2 separate regions of the Ovis aries genome follow, and region 2 is linked to region 1. A link is a contact called in public Hi-C data. All regions are on one chromosome and are shown on one strand. The core of a region is the stretch at or near the end of the contact, and the rest is flanking DNA. Distances in the headings are between cores, read along the strand shown.

The links. A called contact is a pair of places that touch in the nucleus more often than the background predicts.
Region 2: a Hi-C map of mixed tissues shows a contact between it and region 1, with 2.8 times the contacts expected there. The contact joins the promoter of SLC25A39 here to the promoter of NAGS in region 1. A contact is called at or near these places in 2 of 16 Hi-C or Micro-C datasets (hypothalamus and mixed tissues).

The regions. Positions count from the first base shown.
Region 1 is chr11:43,601,361-43,606,171 of ARS-UI_Ramb_v3.0, forward strand. It overlaps NAGS (N-acetylglutamate synthase), which reads left to right and starts at 2,845. Exons shown (of 6, transcript XM_060394920.1): 1 at 2,845-3,312; 2 at 3,889-4,163; 3 at 4,276-4,489; 4 at 4,790-4,811. The coding sequence starts at 2,887.
Region 2 is chr11:43,868,118-43,872,928 of ARS-UI_Ramb_v3.0, forward strand. SLC25A39 (solute carrier family 25 member 39) reads right to left here and starts at 2,605. Exons shown (of 12, transcript XM_060394921.1): 1 at 2,547-2,605.

The DNA.
Region 1 (4,811 bases), core at 1,595-4,094:
TATGTGTGTGTTTCTTCCTGTGCTATGATTGAGACTGTCAGCTGTCAACCCTGGCCCCTCACCTGCCCAGATTCCTGTTGCCTCCATGTCCACGTATACTAAGTGGCAGCCAAGGAGGACTCTAACGGGAGGGAAAACCTTGACCCTCCAAACCTGCCCCTGTGTCCAGGGCTGAGGCCCCTGCTGAGGGGAGGTGTCTGGAGGAGTTAGAAGGTTATTTCTGCTCCCAGCATCTTGAGGACCCAAGACCTGATAAGTGCCCTGGGACTTCCTTGATGGTCTAGTAGTTAAGAATCCACCTTGCATTGCAGGGGATGCAGGTTGCATCCCTGGGCAGGGAACTAAGATCCCACATGCCTTGTAGCAACTAAGTGTAGCTTGCTGCAACTACTGAGTCCCCATGCTACAACACCACGTGATGCTCCCACATGATGTAACAGAGATACTATGTGCTGCAAGTAGGCCTTACGCAGTCAAATAAATAAATATTAAAAAAAAAAAGATAGGAGCCCAGTTCTGAGCCCATTGACAACAGATCTTGCTCTGAAAAATGAGGGAAAAACAAAATTCAAGCTGGAATCATAGACCAACAGTGATCCTGCAGGCCTTCAGGTCAGAGGGCGGGTTAGGCGAGGGTGCTGACCCCACACACCCACAGACGTCTCCTCCAGAAGGCAGGGTCGGTTCCCAACCATAGGCTGGCCTGCCCCAGGGATAGTGACCCCAGGGTCATCTGGCCTGGAGTTAATCATCTACTTGGGGTATTCCTGGGTCCCATTGGCTGTCTGCGGACACAGCCCTCTGGGCTGAAGCCCAAGAAGAGGGAAGGAGATCCCCAGCCAGGGTGAGCCCCACCAGCCAGGGGAAATGGGGTGGATGCTCTTGGCTACTTGGGGCCCTCGGGAAGCCCCCCAGCTGAAGAGAGAGACACCAACCCTGCCCTCAGGGAGCCCAATCTGAAAAGAGAGGTCATCCTTGCCCTCACAAAGGCCCCGAGTTGGCAAGAGGCAGGACTCAACTGCAGCTGGCGGGGAAAGACCTGGAAGAATTGATGAGGGGCCAGGACAGAGGCAGGGATCCAGAGCAGCAAAGGCAGGAGAGACCCAGAACCGGGAAACTGAGTAGGGAGGTGTTGAGGAGGCACTCTGAGGAGGGGCTTGGATGGAGAGACCAGGAAGGGAAAGCACATTTGAGGGTGGGGCTCTCTGAGAGCAGAAAGAAGGAAAATCAAGATGCCCCAGTGGATTCTGGGAAGTGGGGGGCGGGCGGCAGCAGTAAGGAGAGAAGAGAAAGGCAGCCCTGGAGTTGGCCCCACAGGGCAAGGTGTACAAACCCTCCCTCTCATTGCTTCACTCTCTGTTGGAACTCAGAATTTCGAAGCAGGGAAATGGAAAAGTGAGCGGAAATCACAGAGGTCAGCTCCTGTCTCCTGCTGACAGGAGTCTCCTGCCCGGGACAGTACGTGCATGTACTGTGCTGTGTGCGTGTGTGCCTGCTTGTATAACGTGCACCTGTTCACGGGAAAGTGTCTTTTAATGGGGGAGGCCCAGGAAGGACTGGTGCATTCAGCTGGCATCCTCTGCAGTACTCAGGAGAGAAGAACCCAGACTATGCTCCCCACGCAAGCAAAGCCCCAGGAGTCCTGAGTTCCAGCACAGGGAACACAGAGCTGTGCAGGGGTGGGGCGGTGGGGGGGGCCCAAGGGTGCCAAGGGTCTGGCCGTGACACTAACAAGCTGTGTGACCTCAGCCAATTTGTCACCCCTCTGCAGTTGGTTTCACCCTCCATAAGGACAGAGGGTGGGACCCCATCAGAGGATAGTGTCCCCGAGGGCAGGATGTGTACCAGATTGCGCACTGGGTGTTTTTAAGCAGCACACGTATACAGTATTAAGCAATAATGAATCACATCCTATGAAAGTTTTCAAGTCCTTTGCACATCTTGCTTAATAACATGAATCAGGAACAAAACTGCTTTGCCTCAAAGACCACCTCCACTGCTAATGAACTGAATGACCTTGGCCCTCACACATTTCTGTGCCTCAGTCTCCTCATCTATAAAATGGGTATAATAAAAGTGTCCATTCTGGAGTCATTGTAAGGCTTCAGTGAGTTACTATTTGTGAAGTGCTTTGCATAGGGCCTGGTGTTCTGCATGTGTCAGCAGCTATTCTACCAAGGAAGAAGCGTCAAGCTTGCTATGGGATCTCTACCTTCCTAACCATCTTTGTTTCCAACAGAAGCAGTCAACACTATCCAGCTGGAATTTATAACATTTTTTAACCTGTTTATTTGTAAGGCTTTCTTACAAGTGACATCAGCTTTCTAGTTACAGTCCTGATGTGGATAAATTTAAAATTTATCCACAAAGACAAAATTCTTCAAGGTGGCACCCAGTGGCTGGGGTTTGGCAAACCCTGGTAACCTCCACGTGATTCCATCTTCTTTGAGCTCAAACGGGGCAGAGGCTTGCCCTACCCCCGGGCTTTCACTCTTGCCCCATAAGCCTCCTTCCTTAGTCAGGTGGCTGCTCTGCCCTCTTGCCCTAGTCAGACTCCTCCTTGGTTGTTCAAGACCCCGCTGAGCGCCAGAGCCACCTGTGGGGCCCCTGAACCCTTCTGAAACCGGCCTTGGCAGTAGCTTAGACACGCAGCCACCCTTTATCTCGGCCTCGTGACTCTCGCTAGTGGGTTCCGTCACCCCCCTCCAGGGGCGGGGAATCCTGTCAGCGCCGCCCTCTGACCCATGGCCCGACCCGCGGCCCCCTACCCCGTCGTCGCCCCGCCCCGAACGGCCCAGCCCCGCCCCGCGGCAGGTTAAGAGGCCCCTGAAGGCAGGAGCTCCTGACAGACGGTCACTAGTGGGGGGGCGATTCGGTCTGGTTGTCATGGCGACGGTGCGTATGGCCTGGGCCCTCTGGGCAGCGCCTGTGGGCGGGAGGCTCCGGGGACCCCGAGGCACGGGGAGCACCAGGAGGCTGAGCTGCGGCGCGCGGCGGCAGGCGACCAGGGGTACCAGCCCGGGACGCCGGCTCAGCACGGCTTGGAGGCCGGCCCAGCTAGCCCGAGAGGAGGCCGAGGGAGCCAAGGACGACGTCCATCCGTCTGCAGCGGAGGAGCCGTTGTGGACGCAGCCCCCCGCGCCCCCGGTGCCCCCCGATTCCCCGGGGCCCCCCGCCGGCCGCTCGCTGGTGCAGCGAGACATCCAGACCTTCCTGAACCAGTGCGGGGCCAGTCCCGGGGAGGCGCACCACTGGCTCACGCAGTTCCAGGCCTGCCATCACTGCGCCGACAGGCCCTTCGCCGTCATCGAGGTGAGCCGAGCCCGGCGTCTGGCTGGGTCGCAGACCGTGGGTGGGGGCTGTGTGCCGATGTGTCGCCGGGTCTGGCAGGACGGGCTGTCGATCGGGGAGGGGAACCAGGAAGGGGATCAACTGAGCCCTAACGAGCGCCCGGGACTGGGAGAGGCCGCGGCCCTCGAAAAGCCTGGCTCCTAGCCCGGTGAGGAGTCTGGGGTCTCCAGCCGGTGGAATAAGATGCGCCAGAGTAGTCCTCCCACCCTGGGCACAGTTAGGGGTTCAGTTGGCCATCGGGGAACCTGGAGAGAAGCTGCCTGTGTCACCCCTCCCCCTAAGGTGTCCTAGAGTCCAAGGTCGCAGGGAGCAGCCGAGCGACTAACGCTAGTGTGAGATAAGAGGATGATGGCAAGACCCAATGGGGCAAAGGGCAGAGCAGGTGGGCGCAGGTGACCAGAAATGGGGTCTGATAACTCCTGGGCAGGATGGGGACTCCCCCTCAGAGGGGACCCTGAGGACCAGGCTGGAGGAACGAGCAGGTGAGGAAGGAGTCAGGGTGGGCGTCGTGCCCCCTGAACGCCCACGCCTCCGCAGGTGGAGGAGGAGGTGATCAAGTGCCCGAAGGCAGTATCCAGTCTGGCCTTCGCCCTGGCCTTCCTGCAGCGCATGGACATGAAGCCATTGGTGGTCTTGGGGCAGCCTGCTCCCACGGCGCCCTCGGGCTGTCTTTCCTTCTGGGAGGCCAAGGCACAGCTCGCCCAGAGATGCACGGTGCTGGTGGACGCCCTGCGGCACAATGCGGCAGCCGCCGTGCCTTTTTTTGGCGGCGGGTCTGTGCTGAGCGCTGCTGAGCCAGCCCCTCACGCCAGGTGAGTGCCGACCCTGCCTGTCCCGGCTCCTCGGATCACGCCGCTCGGCCTGCGCAGCCCCAGCCCCGCGGGCCCGGAGGCGATCTCCTTGAGCCCCGCGTCTGGCCCACAGCTACGGTGGCATCGTCTCTGTGGAGACCGATCTGCTCCAGTGGTGCCTGGAGTCCGGAAGCATCCCCATCCTGTGTCCCATTGGGGAGACCGCCGCGCGCCGCTCGGTGCTCCTGGACTCGCTGGAGGTGACCGCGTCTCTGGCTAAGGCGCTGCGGCCCACCAAAATCATCTTCCTCAACACCACAGGCGGCCTGCACGACGGCAGTCACAAGGTATGTCTCTTCCTTTCGGGCTCCAGTCCCTGCGCCTCCGCACCTCCGCTGAGTGTCTCTCTTGCGGCCCCTGCACGCCTCCCTTATGGGCCCCAGAGTCAGTCTCTTCGAAGCCGCATGGGTCGGGAATGGAGTGTCAGGGAGGGATTCAGCCTACGGTGTTCAGATCTGAGCCCTCCCTGGTGGAGGACTCCGGGAGGAAGTAAGGGAAAAGGGGTTAAGTGAGGAGAGGTCCGTAGGGCGGGACGCAGTCCTGGTGCGGCTGCAGGTCGGAGGCTCACCCCCTAGTCCGGGACACAGGTCCTGAGTAACGTGAACCTGC
Region 2 (4,811 bases), core at 1,355-3,854, 270 kb after region 1:
TCAGAGAGGTGAGTTGACCGGCCCAAGGTCACACTGGGAGTAGTCAGCAAGGAAACTGAGAGAGTCTCCCATCAGTTAATGGACAATAACGGCCCACCGCCATTCCCTCTCCCTCGCCACACCAGCGTACTGTGATCCAGTTCAGTGCAGGTGCCCCAGCAGGCCTGGGTACCAACGATCAAAACGCCTCCACTCCAGCGCCCAGGCCCGAGATGGGTGCATGCGAGCCTTGAGTCACATGGCGTGGAGAGGTGAGGCCCGGAGGTGAGGGAAAGGGAACAAATCTGAGAGCGGCGAAGGGTCCATCCCCTTTCCTGGGACTAAAGGTGAGGACTCCCAGACCTCCCCCGCACCCGCCCTCTCGAGGCCCGAAGGGCCAGGCCCCGGGGCCGAAGGGTAAAGACGAATTTCTTTGCTCTCTCTCTCTCGCGAGCGGGGATGGTGGCGTGGGGGTGGGGGGTAGGCTAGGCCGATAGTGCCTGAAATAGGGATAGGACGACAAGATCGCTCTTCACCCCTCAGAGACATTCTGTTCCGACTCCTCGCGCAGGGAGCGCCCGGTGGGGCCGACTAGGTCGGCCCGCGACTCCCGGCTCCTAGCCCAGGCCCGCCCGGCTCAGCCTCCCTCGGACCCCTAGGGACCCAACTCCCGCCTCTGCCTCCCGCTTGGCCCTCAGCCTTGGTTCCGTCCCGCCCACCTGGCTCTAGGCCGGTGCTCGAGCGGCGCGGTGCCCGCGGCCGGGCGGACCCATAGCGGCTCCGCCGCCGGTGCGGGCTCCGCGCGCGCTCACTCGGCACCAAGGCCGACTCGGAAAGCGGCCGAGCTCGCCCCGCCCCCGGTTGGCCCTGCGAGGCCCCGCCCCCTCGGGCCGACCGACCGTTTGCCCGGAGTGCCGCTGGCCCGCCCACTCGCGGGCTCCTCCCTGTCCCGCGCTAGCCCGAACCCGCTCGGCCGGTGCCCAGTCCCGCCCGCGCGCCAAGGTCGTGTGTCACCACGCCGCGCTCAACCTGGCGGCAGCGCTGTACTTGACAACTTATTGTCCCCAACACCACCCCACCAATACCGCGGCAGAACTCTGCTCCCGCAAACTTTCCAAACGAGCATGGGTAACGCACTCCCCCCGTTTTCTTCATTCGCGGGCCGGAAGAGATTTGAATCAATTCTTTCAGGATCGCGAGGGCGATCAGATAGTGATGGCAAACATCAACCCACCCGGCTCTTTGTTGAGGTTTTTACAACTTCATGACGATCGTATCAAACAGGGTCGTCCCCATTTAACAGACAATCCACCGAGGTTGCAACGCCAAAACCACTTGACAAACTGCGGGGTACCATGCGGGTGTGGGCGATGGAGTTAACGAGTAAGCAACTGAAGCCAGACAGGCTGGCCCGAGGAGCGGCTGGCCTGGGAGCCCCTGTGAGATCTGGGTTTAACCTGGGCTTCGTCCCACCTCCTTGTGACCCTGGGCAAGTTACAACGCCGCTCCGGGCCTCGGATTTCTTACTTTGCACTGAGATAGGATCGAGTAGGGGGAAAAGGGACCAACATTTCTGTATTGGTTACTCTCACAAAACCTATTTCTACGTCTCAACAGTTTTAGAAATAGATTATTTTTCGCCTTCCCCATTTTACGGAAGACGAAACTGAGGGTCAAAGTTAAGAACCCGGAATTCGAACTGGACAAATACCAAACCCCTCCCCTCAAATTGTCTCTCCGGGGTGACAGGTTGGCGTAAATCCTGTAACGAAGTCTCCGATCCTGCTTCTCAGGAGACTCATTTTTCTCCCGGGCCAGTCCCGTTAGCCGAGACCCCACCAACTGCCTCGCCTTTAAAACTTCGTTCGCTCACCGATTATTTGTTCTAACAGAAAAACGAACACGGGCTATGAGCCTGCGCCTTTAAGAATGGTAGGCCGTGACTCTGACGTCACTTGCTTCTCCGCCCCTCACCTCCAGAACGGTTGCTTCCCGGCCGGGAGTAACCCAGCCAGCCGGTGCACGCCGGAGTAGCACGTGGATTCCATGGGGCCAACCATGCGCTTTCCCTGAGAAAAGTCTTTGCGGCTCTCTGAGGCTAGGAAACCCGAAGTGGGGGGCGGGGAGTGACCGGTGAAGAGCTGCTGGTCTAAAGGGCCCCGAGAGAAGGCGCCATTTACATTCCCTTCTTATACCAAGTGAGTTTTGAAACGACACAAAATCATTTTATAAACTGTCAGGGAGAGAGCCCAGCCGCGATTAAGGTCCTTTACCGCCTTACAGACATGGCTTACAAACAGTTTCACAGCCATCAGCCAAGAGATACCTCTTCCCATTTTACAGAGGAAGAGACAAGTCCTTGTGTGTAATGACTCCTGGTCTGGAGTAGAACCCAGACTTCTCCCATGCACTCTTCCCATTTTACGGTGAGAAAATGAGGACCCTAGAGGTCAAGTTGCATCGAAATCACATGAGAGCAGCAGGCTCTCTGCTCCTGGCAAAGGTTTACTCAGGCCTTAGGTCTCAAGAACTCTAAGATACAGCACGTGCAGGCCCGCACCACTTACCTGCCTCAAGATCAGAGCTCTGGGAGGCCAGGACCTGGTTCCAGTCTGAGCTGCCTCCTGCAGCAGCTGTGGGACATCTAGCAAATATCTAGAGGTTTTTAAGCCATTTATAAAATGAGCTGATGGGGATCAAAATACCTGCACCTCCCAGCAATTTTGTATTTTATGAGTTAATAGCTCTAATATACATAAAGCCCTGTCTGGCACTTGGCAAGCAGTCAGTGACTGTTACTATTACTGTTGTTTAGTTGCTAAGTCCTGTCTGACTCTGCAACCCCATGGGCTGTAGCCTGCCGGGCTCCTCTGTCCATGGGATTTCCCAGGCAAGAATACTGGAGTGGGTTGCGATGTCCTTCTCCAGGGGATCTGCCTGACACAGGAATCAAACCTGTGTCTCCTGCATTAGCAGGCGAACTCTTTACCACTGAGACACCTGGGGAAAGCACTGTTATTATTCATTGTCCCCTCCCCCTTGGCACAGAAATTTCTGGAAAGGGTCTTTAGAGCAACCAGGATTCTGATCCTAAATGCAGGTGCAGATAGTGATGACTCCTCACATGCCTTCTTCCCAGAGCAACGTAGCTCAACCAGGAATCAAACCTGGTGATCTCTGAGCCTCAGTCTCCTTCACAGTAGAAGGAGGGGCTCGCACTCCTTGCATTTCTGAGTTTCTTCTTGCAAAAGGGTGCTTTTGAGATTTGTCACTACACCTGTTTCCTCAACTGAAAGATGAGGTCACCTGCCTGCTGATTTACAGACTCTTAGCTAAAGACAAGTCTGTAAAAAGCTAAGTAAAGAGTCAACAAATAGTTCTGTGGCCCCACCCAGAGCTGAGCAGATCACAGCCCCTGCCATACACCACAGTAAATGCTTTGAGGCTGAGAAAACCTTGGGCACCAAAGGTCAGCACACTGGCAGCAGTGTGGGTAGCTGCGAGAAGTTATTTACCGCTGGAGCCGATGGAGGTGCCATCCAAGGGCAATCAGAGCAACTTCAGGGTGGAGCCACAGCTTGAGATGCTCGTAACTGTGGGGCCCTGGCTAGACTGGCCTGCCCTGAGAAGCAAGCCTAGAGTCCTGAGGAGGAGACGGCCACTGTCCTGGCTGACTCAGCCATGGTTCACACTGACCAGGCACCCAAAAGTCCTTCTAGAGGCAGCATGTGGCCCCATGTGGCCATCACCAGCCTCCTTGTCAGATGGTAAAAACAGATATTCCTTTCAACTGTAAAAGGGGAGAAAACAGTACCAGCCCCAGAGGTTATCTCAGGGACTGATGAACAAGTCCTTGCCTGGCACTGGGGAAGGGATATAAACAGAAGATAGTTTATTGTGAGGCTCAGTTCTTCCAGGGCAAGCCCCAGCTTGCACCCCTAGGGCCTAGGAAGACATTTAGGGCCCTGAAGTAGGGCTCAGGTTCGTCCCATGGACTCTACCAGCACCTCTGAGTTTAGAGCCAGAACTGTGCCCACCAGAAGTGCCTTGCTGGAGGCCAGTCCCCAAGCTTCTGGATCACAGAACCAGAGAAAAGTGATCCAAACTCTGGTGATGGTGGCTTAGCTGGTAATTTGTGTCCGACTCTCGTGACCCCATGGACTGTAGCCCGCCTGGCTCCTCAGCTGAATTCTAGGCCCCCAGCTAAATGCCAAGTCGGAGCTTTGATTGAGCCCAGTGGGCAGGGAGGGGTGGGGAAGTTAGTATTGTATTGTGTATTGATTAGTCAAGCCTGATTTCTTTTGCAACCCCGTGGACTGTAGCCTACCAGGCTCCACTGTCCTTGGGATTTCCCAGGCAAGAATACTGGAGTGTTGACATTTCCTTCTCCAGGGAATCTTCCCGACCCAGGGATTGAACCCACGTCTCCTACATTGGCAGGAGGATTCTTTACTACTGAGCCACCAGGGAAGCGTGGGGGAGTTAGAGAGGACTTTATTATGACAACTGGAGAAAACTGAAGAAGGCCTGTATGGTTAATATTATTTTATCAACATTAAATTTCTTGAGTGTGGTAAGTATACAGCAGGTTTGTAGGAGCATGCCCTTGTTCTCAGGAAATGTTCTTAGGAGTGCTGAGGGGTAAATATCTGCAACTTAGTCTCAAATGATCCAGCAAAAAGAAAGAAATAAGGCCAATGTAGCAAAATGGGAGGAGAAGGCAATGGCACCCTACTCCAGTACTCTTGCCTGGAAAATCCCATGGATGGAGGAGCCTGGTAGGCTGCAGTCCATGGGGTCAGGAAGAGGCAGACACGACTGAAGTGTCTTAG